2 separate regions of the Sus scrofa genome follow, and region 1 is linked to region 2. Evidence: chromatin contacts called from public HiChIP or PLAC-seq data. All regions are on one chromosome and are shown on one strand. The core of a region is the stretch at or near the end of the contact, and the rest is flanking DNA. Distances in the headings are between cores, read along the strand shown. Region 1 holds the start of C12H17orf105. Region 2 holds the start of CD300LG (CMRF35-like molecule 9).

The links. HiChIP or PLAC-seq counts read pairs in DNA pulled down with a chosen protein or histone mark.
Region 1: a contact with region 2 is called in an H3K27ac HiChIP or PLAC-seq map of skeletal muscle. The contact joins the promoter of C12H17orf105 here to the promoter of CD300LG in region 2. A contact is called at or near these places in 11 of 47 Hi-C or Micro-C datasets (embryonic fibroblasts, epiblast stem cells, fetal heart ventricle and 6 more) and 2 of 2 datasets of contacts at active chromatin or transcription factors (alveolar macrophages and skeletal muscle).

The regions. Positions count from the first base shown.
Region 1 is chr12:19,334,525-19,340,242 of Sscrofa11.1, reverse strand. It overlaps C12H17orf105, which reads left to right and starts at 4,022. Exons shown (of 6, transcript XM_003131374.6): 1 at 4,022-5,568. The coding sequence starts at 5,445. It overlaps DUSP3 (dual specificity protein phosphatase 3), which reads right to left and starts at 3,935. Exons shown (of 3, transcript XM_003131360.6): 1 at 3,718-3,935; 2 at 550-776. The coding sequence starts at 3,842.
Region 2 is chr12:19,281,801-19,287,525 of Sscrofa11.1, reverse strand. It overlaps CD300LG (CMRF35-like molecule 9), which reads left to right and starts at 3,121. Exons shown (of 7, transcript XM_021066907.1): 1 at 3,121-3,662; 2 at 5,075-5,401; 3 at 5,718-5,725. The coding sequence starts at 3,356.

The DNA.
Region 1 (5,718 bases), core at 2,773-5,272, 52 kb before region 2:
GTTTTACTGGCTCTTGAGAAAAGAGACACGAGGAAGACATGGTGGCCTCGTGTTTTGCTGCACTTTGTCCTATTGGGAGGTGGGAACCAGATCTGCCACAGCCATCCCGGGACCACACGAGGAGTCCCCAACACTGAGGATGGCAGAGGAGTCCTGACACCACCAGACAGCTGCCCAACCAGCCAGCCCTTTGGTGGCATCAGGACTCCTTCAGGATTTCTTATCACAGACGTAATAAACCCTCATTATTGCAGCTATCGGAATAGGGGCAAGGGGCTGGCAATCCACCCTCAGCCAAAGTCAGATCAAACACCAGGGCCCGGGGGCCGCTGCTGTGTGACAGGTGTGTACACCCTGGGTGACATGGGGCCATGTGACAGGCAGCCAAGTGAGCAGAGAGAGCGAGGAGAGACCAAAAGCTCTCGGTCATTCAACATAAGAGACAGGAAACGCCAGGCTTTCCAAGTGGAGGTCTGTCGGGGGCTCGTTTTCTAGAAAAAGTCCACTCAAAGCTGCCTCCCACGGTTTCCTGGGTGGCGGGTCCCTTACCATTCTTCTGAGCCAGGGCCTGGTCGATGAAGTCCGCCGCCTTTTCAAAGTAGGCGCTGAGGTTGAACTCCTGCGTGTCGTTGGCCTTGATGCCCAGGTAGGTGATGCCTGAGTCCTTGTAGAAGTTGGCATTGGTGTTGACGTGCATGAAAGACCTGCCCTCAGCCGCATTCAGGACATGAGTGATGCCCAGTTTCTGCAGCTTGGGGATGTCCTGAGCCACAGACCTGGACAGGAGACAGCAGCGGGGGATGGTCAACAGACCACCTGGCAGCCTTCGGGGGAGGAAGCTGGAGAAGATCCTAAGCCTCTTGACCCCACAAGGAACCCTCCATGCTCTGGCCCTTGCCGGCTCCTCCAGCCCCAGCTTATGACCCTCTGCCCTCACTCTAGCCGGATCTAATGACATGCCCCAAATAGACTGGGTGCTTTCATGCCCACGCTGTTCCCTCTGCCTGGAATGCATTTCTCCACCTTCTTCTCGGACACGCACCCTCTCATTTTTCATCACCCTCGGCAGTATTTCCTGCTCTCCCCTCCACTCCATTTGGCATCAGGCTCCCTGCCCCGTGGAGGTGGCTAAAAATGGGCTCTGGAGCCAGACTGCCCGGATCTGACTCCAGCGCTGCCACACACCGTAAGCCAGGCAATTGCAAACAAGCCACATAACTTTTCCGTGCCTCAGTTCCCCCATCTGTAAAATGGGGATGATAACAGTACCTACTCCTGGGGCTGTTCAGAGGGTCAAATGAGCTGTTCTATAGACAGGGCCTGACGCGGAGGTCAGTGCCACTATCCTGAAGCTCGATTGTGCTTATTTGCTTAGCTGCCCAGGGTGTGAGCTCCTCGAGGGAGGAGCCACATCTGCTCCATGTCTCTATGTCCAGCAAATGCTATGGCACCTGTACACTCTAGGCGCTGAACGAACATGTGATGAGTCAGGGAAGAATGAAATCAGCACATCCCAGGCAGCCTCTTCCTTGAATTAGAAAGTGCAGCGGCCCCCTTCCGTCCCCCAGAGGGGTGCTTCCTGCCATAGCCACTTGCCACCTTTCTGCAGCTCTCTCGGATGAGTAAGCACTCGGGGAGCAAGTGGCCCCAACAGAACCATGGGGGTTACAAAACATTCGATCTGAATAGTCAAAGGCCTCCTTTATTTCATCTCACAACAACGTCCCAATTCAAACAGCGGTTTATACGTTACAAAACGCCTTCTCTTGCATGGTCTTGTTTGCCTGTCACAGCAGCCCGGTGAGGAAGGAAGGACAGAGCTTAAACTCTGGCCTGATGGGACAGCGGAAGGATATGTGTGTGTGTGTGCTGACACCGGCTGCTGTGCGGCAGGGCTGGGAGGAGCCCTCCTTCCTCCTGACACCAGCCCTGCTCCATCTTCTCCCTCACTCTGCCTCTCGTGCCCACATCAACTGCAAATCCCGAGAGCCAGAAAACGTGGCTCATCCAGGCTCATCTCCGCCCTGTGAGCTTTGATCAGGAGCCCTGCTTTTAAGGCACTCCCAACCCTGGGGTGCAGGGGTGATACTGGTACTCAGTCAATCCTTCTTGCTAAGCACCCCACACAAGGGTGGGTCAGATGTCAAGGTCAGATTTACTCAAGGGCAAAGGATGTGTTTTCTCCAGTGGCCATCAGCACCTGTCACCTGTGACTACCACCAGATAGTCACAACCTTGGTTTTCGATTGGGAAGTGGTGACAGCTGAAGGGGCCAAGATGCCTAAGAGAACAGGGATTCCCAGCGTGCCAAGGCCACTTGCTGCTTGAGTGGCTGGAGAGCGGCTTCTCCTCAGAACTTTGCAGGGTGCCTTTGGCTATCACAACCCTGCACTACACTATAAAGCAGTGGCTCCTTCAAAAAAACACTAATATATTGTGATAGAACATCAAGGAAGACAGTGTGAGAAAAAGAGTGTATACCTATCTATGTATGACTGGGTCACGTTGCTGTACAGCAGAAATGGACAGAACAATGTAAATCAACCATAATAAAAAAAATTTTTTAAACACTAAAACAACTTTGAAGAGTCCCTACCATGCAGCTCCCTTCTCTTACACTAAGCCAACAGCAACATTCAACAGCTTTATCATTAACACTAGTAACTCTACTGTGAATGAGCCTTGTTCAATGCCCAACACACAGGGAGGCTCAATATGGTAAATGATTAAATGGATAACACCGGCCTCGTGAAGCTGGAAACTGCCTTCCAGACCCCCTAGCTCCACGATGACCCCCATTTGTACGGCAGTCCTTGGAACTGGATTCTCAGAGTCTCAGGAAAATCCAACCCGTGCCCTCCCACGGCTGTACAGGCATGGTAATCTATTTTTGCCTTTTGGCTGGTATTTCAGCACCTCTCAGAACGGGCAACACTGGTTCCCTCCTGCCGCTCAGAAATTCTTACTGGTAGTTTGACTATGAGAAAATGAAAAAATCAATTTGGTAAGAACTCCTAAGGGATAAATAATAAATGCACTTCCTGATGGGGAGAAGGTCCGCAGCCTTTTCTAAGTGATGGTTCAGGTCCTTAGGGGGTTTATCATTGGATTGTTCTAGAACTTCAGGTACATCACACCCTATTTGGAAAGCTGGGGGAGAAGCGAGAAAACCAAGGCCCGGGTCCCTGGATCCCGAGTTTGGGATCTTTCAATTCCCGGCCCTGGGCCTGCCCGGCCAGGAAAGTTCCACGCCCGAAGTGTGACGTCAGCCCGTTGCCAAGGGAGCAAAGGCAGACATTCCGCGGTGACCTCACTGCAGAACCAGGCAGCTGTCACATGACACGCGGGGCCGGAGACCGGCCGGGTGACAGAGGGCCACCTGTTAAATGAAACTGGTAGCCCCGACCCCGCCCAGGGCCGTGCCCCTGGAGAGTGGGCTTCGGACTGGACATCGGGCTGGCCGAGCACCCCCGACCCCGGGCATCACGCGAAGGGAAGGACCGCGCTGGGCCGGGGCGGGGTCCGGCCCCTCGGCCCCAAGCGAGGCGGTGGGCGGCGACTTCAGCCCCCGCCCAGCCCCCGCCGCGGCTTCCGGAGGAGGGACCCCGCCCCGGCTCCCCCCACCCACGCCCGCCGACGCCCCCACCCCAGCCCTCTGGTGGGCGGGGCGCCCCGGGGAGGGGCTGGCGGGGCTGCGACCCGGGAGCGGCGACTCACGCGTTGCCCACGTAGATCCTGGGGGTGACCTCGTTGCAGGGCTGGCTTGGGAGGCTGTAACAGCCGCTGCCGTCCGAGAGCAGGTCGTTGAGATCCTGCACCGAGAGCTCCACCGGGCCCGACATGGCGGCGGCCGGGCCCTGCACGCCGGGGCAACCGCGAGCGAGGGGAGAGCGGCCGGGTCAGCTGGGCGGGGGCTCCGGAGCCGGGACCCGCCCCGTCCCGCCCCGGAGGCGGGCCCGCCGGGCGCGGAAAGCGGCGGAGCGCGGGCGGCCAGGCGCGTTCCGCTTCTGGGAGGTACGCGCGCCGCCAGGCGCCGGGCGGACGCGGGGGAAGACTCCGAGGCCTGCGTCCGCGGGCGGAGATGCTGCGGCTCTGGAGCTCCGGCCGGGGTTCGGGGAGGGGCGATGGTCTTCGTCCCACCTCCACCCCCCGCTAAGGCGCGGCAGTCCGGTACCGCCACTGGACGAAATGCGGGGCGCAATAAAAGTTCCTCTGGACCGCGGCACACCAAGTGTCCCTCGGTTTTTCAGGAATTCAGGGACACACGGGTTCCGTTTGGGAGCTCGGACTGCCGGCTGCAGACCAGCAGCTCTGGTATTACCCGGGAGCTGGCCAGGAAAGCAGAATCTGCACCCCAGCTCAGACCTGCTGAAGGAGAATAAGCATTTTACAAGCCTCCCTGGAAATCTCTGCGAAGGTTAACGTTTGAGAAGCCCAACTCTGGGGCACATTTCTTCCAACCTTCAATGAGAGTCGGCATCGTACTTAAAGCTTGGGCTCTGCAAGCAAGCATAGGTAGCCCTGGGGAATGATGTAACTTTTTTTTTTTGCTGAAAAAATGGGGTTTAGCCCCTAACTCCTAGGGTTGTTTGAAAGATTAAATGTAGCATTCCAGGAAACCCCCGGGCTCCACATAGTGAGCACTGGGGAGGTGTTCTCCCTGTTTTTATCAGCAATTGCATAGGACACTTACTAGGTGCTACGCCCAGTGCCGGTGTGGAGATGCATCCCGCTCCTTTGCAGCCCTTCCTGGAGCAGCTGCCAGCCCACTATGAGCCACACGATGTCAGCAACTCATCATTTACGAGATCCCACTACCAGCAAAAGCGACAGGTCTCTGACCTCCCCCAATGGCAGCTCACCCGAAGCCCAACGTCTCCAAAAAACATCCGTGGTCCTGAGAATTCAGGAAACCCACATCCTGAACTTGTTCTTCCACTAACTTGTTCTAGAGCAGCTTGGCTGTTGCTCTGGACTTTCGCCTCATCTGCAAAAGTGAAGACATGGAATCAAATCATCAAGTTCATCTTTCACCTCTGCAAACAGCTGTGGGCTCATACCTTCAGGGAAACCATTGCCGGGGAGATTACTTGGCTTAGAGTCCAAGCGTAACCAGGGCTAGATTTCTCCATCCCCCCACCCCCACCCCAGTGCCTTTCTGGCCTTCCCAGACACCATACCTCTTCCTGCTGCTATTGGTGGCACTGCATACCAGGCAAGTGGGAAACTTTCTAATGTCAGCCCTCATCTTGACTTGAACCTACATTAGCTTTCAAAAGAGAAGTCCAGGGACAGCCTGGCATGCTCCACTGCTCCTCCTTCTTCCCTGGAACCTGTCCCTGATGTCATAACTGAGTAACTATGACAACCGGTCATGGGGACAGCTAAGTACCTCACAGAGGAGCGTGGGTGCCTTATTTCTGAAGTGAGACTAGGAAGAGAAGATGAACAGTTCCCTGGATTATCTGGCCTACCCTGTAATCGTCTCTAATCATAGACAGACCACATCATTCAGGAAGAAACTGGACTTTGGCCACTATGTATTCCATAAGAATAGAATACAAATAGGTACGTGGGGCAATTTGAACTGGACACTGCAATTAGGGTTCTGGAAGGGCCCACTTTAGAGGTATTGCGGGTAAACCAGACCAGTTCATGGCTTTGCAATGATATGGCTTTATCTGCATGAGGGCATTAGCATCAGTGACAAAATTTATC
Region 2 (5,725 bases), core at 1,872-4,371:
TGGGAACCTCCATATGCCATGGGTGCAGCAAAGACCAAAAAAAAAAAAAAAAAAAGAAGAAGAAGAAAATCTTGAAAGCAGTTGTCAGATTTGTACAGTGGAGGAAGTTGAACAGTTGAGTTTGCCACTGGTTGGGGAGGGGAAGCTTTAGGTGAATCAGAGGATGAAATACATGTGAAACAACAAAAAGCTGTGGCATTTATTTTTTTTTTATTTTTTATTTTTTATTTTTTTGTCTTTTTGCTATTTCTTTGGGCCACTCCTGCGGCATATGGAGGTTCCCAGGCTAGGGGTCGAATCAGAGCCGCAGCCACTGGCCTACGCCAGAGCCACAGCAACGCGGGATCCGAGCCGCGTCTGCAACCTACACCACAGCTCACGGCAATGCCGGATCGTTAACCCACTGAGCAAGGGCAGGGACTGAACCCGCAACCTCATGGTTCCTAGTCGGATTCGTTAACCACTGCGCCACGACGGGAACTCCAAAGCTGTGGCATTTAAGCTTTGCCCCAGAAACAAACCAAAGTCTCAGTGGCCAAACACATCAAAATCTATCTCTTGCTCACACCAAATCTTGCTGTTGGCTTGGAAGAGAGGGAGCTCTCTTCCAAGTGGTGACTCAGGGATCCGGGCTCTCTCCAGCTTGTGGCTCATCCCCTTTTTTTTTTTTCTTTTTTAGGGCCACAGTTTCCACATACAGAAGTTCTCAGACTAGAGGCTGAATTGGAGCTGCAGCTGCCGGCCTACACCACAGCCACAGCAACGCCGGATCCTTAACCCACTGAGTAGGACCAGGGATGGAACCCACGTCCTCATGGATACGAGTCGTGTTCGTTACCACGGAACCAAAACAGGAACTCCTCCCCCGTCGTTGTTGGATATAAACAACACCCTGGGTCTCTCTCCACACCCTCCTCTTCATCTGCCCCTGCTGGCATCTGCTAGACTCTCCGGCTTCCTGTGGGCTCCGGTGTGGCTGTTTCCTCCTCCCCATGCCGGCTGCCCCATCCCTTCATCCCAGCCATGGCAACACCAAGCATGGCCAAACCATTCTTGGGCTTACGGATGCCATGAGGATGTGGCGAGACTGCCCCAAGCTCACTGGTCCAGGAAACAGTTTGCCCCCTGCTCTCCTAGGCTGTGAGGGCAGGGCACCTTCCAGAGCTCCGGGAAGCAGGAAGCAAGTGTCCTCTCCCTTCAGATCCCCAAACCTACTGTGTATGGAGGAGGCGGGGTTCTACTCATTGGCCCCAGTACAACATGGGACCAGTGGCAGAGCCCAGACCAGTGCCCCGATCTTGGGCCTTCTCCCCAGCTCTTGTACCACTTCTGGGCCTGGAGATCTCTTTCTAACAGAGCCCTCGAACCTTGCTCCTGGCCAGGTGTGGGGCTGGCAGGGTGGAGGGACGGACCTCACAATACACTCGAAGGGAGCCAGGTGTTGGGGTGCTGCACAGCAGACCCGACACCCTCTTGTCAAAATAAAAAGAACACTTCTGGAGTTCCCATCATGGCTCAATGGTTAACAAATCCGACTAGGAACCATGAGGTTACGGGTTCAATCCCTGGCCTCGCTTAGTGGGTTAAGGATCCGGCATTGCCATGAGCTGTGGTGTAGGTCACAGACGCGGCTCGGATCCGGTGTTGCTGTGGCTGTGGTGTAGGCTGGCGGCTACAGCTCAGATTGGACCTCTAGCCTAGGAACCTCCATATGCCGCAGGTGTGGCCCTAAACAGACAAAAAGACAAAAAAATAAAAAAACACTTCGTTTACTCTCCCCACAGTGGCCATCATAAATAATGGGCCTTTTCACACTCTTCGTTTTTAAAAACCACAATATGATGCCTAAGCTGTAACAGAAGGGAAAAAAATCAAAGGGAAACAATTTTTAACCAAATAACACAGATTTCAAGTGTCAAGTTAGGATTCCAGAAAAATAACAAGATCAGGAAATTACCCTGTATAAGGACCCCCCCCAAAAGAGCAGAGATATGCTATTAAACACCAGAATAAATACATTTTAAGCTGTGTTGGTAAAACTGCAAAAACTGATTACCCTTTGTAGTCTGTGATCATAACAGAGTTTTCAGCTATGTGACCCCTGGCCCTGTCCATTAAATGCCAGCAGCACCCCCGTTTAATTTTAACAGTAAAATTAAAACATATCTACTACGTGGAGTTCCCTGGTGGCTCAGCAGGTTAAGGATCAGGCCTTGACGCTGGTGGCACGGATTCGATCCCTGGCTGGGGAACTTCCACATGCCATGGGCGCAGCCAAAAGAAAAAAAATCTTCCACATCATCAGAATCACACACACAGGCTCCCCTCCCAGAAGCACTGAGTTAATGCCTCAAATACCAGCCCGGCAAGTGGGTAAAAATTCCACCTGTTTATGTGGAGGTATATATGTCAAAATATTAACAGTGGTTTTCTAAGAAAGAAGGAGAATAACAGGAGACGTTCCCATTCTTTTTTTTTTCCCCCTGGTGCACAGCATGCGGAAGTTCCCTACTCAGGGGTCAAAGCCAAGCTATAGCAGTGACAACACCTGATCCCAACCCACTGAGCCACCAGAGAATTCCTTTTTTTTTTTTTAAGCATTTCTGCACTGTGTAAAATTTTGCTTACAACTTGTATAACCTTTGCAATAAGGAAAAAGACCCCACAGAGCTATTTTGGAAAACTATATGTCAGGACCCCTTCTAGAGTGCGTGGGTCTTTTTGTTTTTGTTTTTGTTTTTTTCTCTTACCCCTAAGGATTCAATTCTGTGACAAAAAACCTCTAATTCACTTTTTTAAACTCCCGGACAGCTCAGCGCTCCTGGGGAGAGCCGCCTTTTCGCGGGGCCTGCAGGGGGCTGCAGGTACCCCGCTCAGCTTCCTTCACCCCCGCTTGCACTGCCGCCGCGTGGCCGAGGGCGGTACTGCGCCCCCAGGGAGGCCGTGGGAAGGAGGGACCTATGTACCTTTGACCGTTTGGCAGTCTGGTGAAGCCTACGGATCACGTGTTAGCGTAATGATCTTTTAAACATATAACATGAAATACATATGCTTAAAAGACCAATAATAATATTGAAGTGGTTACCAAAATATTAATGGCTGTGTAATAATTATGTAATTTGTAACTGCGTAAAACCGTAGAGGCAAATCTAATAGCACACAATTTTCCAAGTAGTGAGGTGCGTGCACAGCAGTATTTCAAGCGATTGGTGACAACTTAAAGTGCTAATGTGTGATGTTCATTGGTGACAAAGTCACAGCGCTGCGAACACGACACTCATAAGGAAAAGATAAATATCACTTAAAGGTTAGTGAAAGTCAAGATGTTTCCCACCGAGATTCATGGACTCCCCGAATGGTGCGCACAGACCCTCCGGGGTGCGTGGCCAGGGGCATGGTTAAGACCCCCTGCAAGGGCACGGGTTGGGAGAAGTGCACGGAGGGAAAGGCAGAGGCGCCTTCCGGTCCGGCGCTGGGGCGCAGAGGGGTGACCCGCGCGGCCCCTCCCCTGCCTTCCTCTTCGGCATCCCCTCTGGAGGAAGTCGAAGCCCCGCGCAGCGCGGCGGTGGAGAGGAGCTCCCAGCTCCCAGTGTGCGCTCCCGCGCGGCCAGCGCTCACCATGCGGCCGCTCGTCCTGCTGTGGGCCTGCCTCGTGCTCCCAGGTGAGAGGGGGGCGCGGGTGGAGGGATGCGGGGACTCGTTCCCGCGCGTTGGGTCTGCAGGGACAAAACCTCCGGAACCTACATTTCCTTTCTTTCCCCCCTCCCCACCCCCAGCAGAGCCTTGAGGCTGTGACCCAACCCAACCACCTGATCCTTCCAGGCTTCACCCCACCCTACTTGCCCTCAGTCCTCAGAGGGAGCCTGCACTTGCTGTTTCTGGAACCCAGAGTCAGATCTTCCCCCAGACCTGTGGGGTCTAGACCCTTGGTGGCTGAGTGGCTGTGAAAGCAGCTTTATGTCGCTTTGGGTCTTCTTTTCTTGACTCTGTGCCAAGCCAGGATGCCCAAAAGACACCCTTTATATGGTTGCCACGTAAAACTCAGCAAAAATTTTTTGAACTTCTGCTATGCCACGTTCAACTACCCCGAAAGGTAAAAAGTTCTTCTGTCTCATCGATTCACAAGTCTGCTTTTTTTAAAAAAAAACCCTTTATCTTCAACATAAAAACAGGATGCAGGGAGTTCCCTTTGTGGCTCAGTGGTTAATGAACTGACTAGGATCCATGAGGATGCAGGTTTGACCCCTTGGCCTGGCTCAGTGGGGTGGGGAATCCAGCGCGGCAGTGAGCTGTGGTTTAGGCTGGCAGCTGTAGCTCCAATTCGCCCCCTAGCCTGGGAGTTTCCGTATGCCGCGAGTGCAGCCCTAAAAAGAAAAAACAAATGAGATGCAGTTGCTCAATTGACAGTGTTTGTTTCTTAATGTTATATAAAATTATAGTGGATCTTGCCTATAATAGCATCTTAATTCCATGAAATCAGACATGACCAGCATTTACAGGTGAGAAAATTCAGCAGCCCAGAGAGGTCAAGCAATTTCCCCAGGGTCACACAGTTTACTAAGTGGCTGTGCTGGGATTCACACTCCAGGCTGGCTGAATCAAGAGCTTCCCCATCACCAGCCTTCAATACACCAGGTTTAGGGAAACCTGTCCCAAGCTCTCTCTGGGGTAGAGTGGAGTACCAGCTCTTCCCAGGGCTGCCCTCACAAGGGGGTGATTGAGGAAAGCCTTCTGGTTTTGTGTCTTTTTTTTGTCTTTTTGCCTTTTTCTAGGGCTGCTCCCATGGCATATGGAGGTTCCCAGGCTAGGGATCTAATCAGAACTGTAGCCACTGGCCTTCGATGCCACAGCCACAGCAACACGGGATCCGAGCTATGTCTTTGACCTACACCACAGCTCACAGCAACGCTGGATCGTTAACCCACTGAGCAAGGGCAGGGATCGAACCCGCAACCTCATGGTTCCTTGTCGGATTCGTTAACCACTGCGCCATGATGGGAACTCCAGCCTTCTGGTCTTGACCCTGATACTTGAATCAGGGAATTCCACCCTTCACCCCCTGCCGTGGTTTCAGGTTACGGAACCCTGGTGGGCCCGAAGGAGATCAGTGGATTCGTAGGTGACACCGTGTCCCTGCAGTGCACCTACGGGGAGGCGCTGAAGACGCACAGGAAATACTGGTGCAGGAAGATCGGGTACCTCATCGCCCGCTGCTCAGGGACTGTTTTCTCAGGAGAATATGGCCAGGAAGGCAGGGTGTCCGTCCACGACAGCCCCTGGGAGCTCAGGTTCAAGGTGATCCTGAGGAACCTCACCCTGGAGGACGAGGGGCAATACTTCTGCGGGATCCAAAGGCTGGGCCTCGATGATAGTTTCTCGGTCTCTCTGCACGTCTTCCCAGGTAACAAACGTCCCTCATTCCTTGGGGTGCGTTCAGGGTCATGGGGGTGGGGGGAGTGCACCTCCCCACGATAGAGGGAGCAGGCTGCATTGCAAAAGGGGGAGCTGAGAGCCAGGCCCAGGTGGCCTGCTTGCTCAAAACGGCTTCGTTGTGGCCTCTGTTTGCTTCCTGGGCGGGGGGGGGGTCCTGTAGCAGGGGGTGTTCTGAGAAATTGGTCCTGGGGAGACTAGGGTTCAAGGGTCAAGTGTCAGAGGTCCGGGGATGCTGGGAATCCAGGAGCAGGGAAGGTGCTGAGGCGTTGCTTTTGGACTTGTAGCTTCTCCT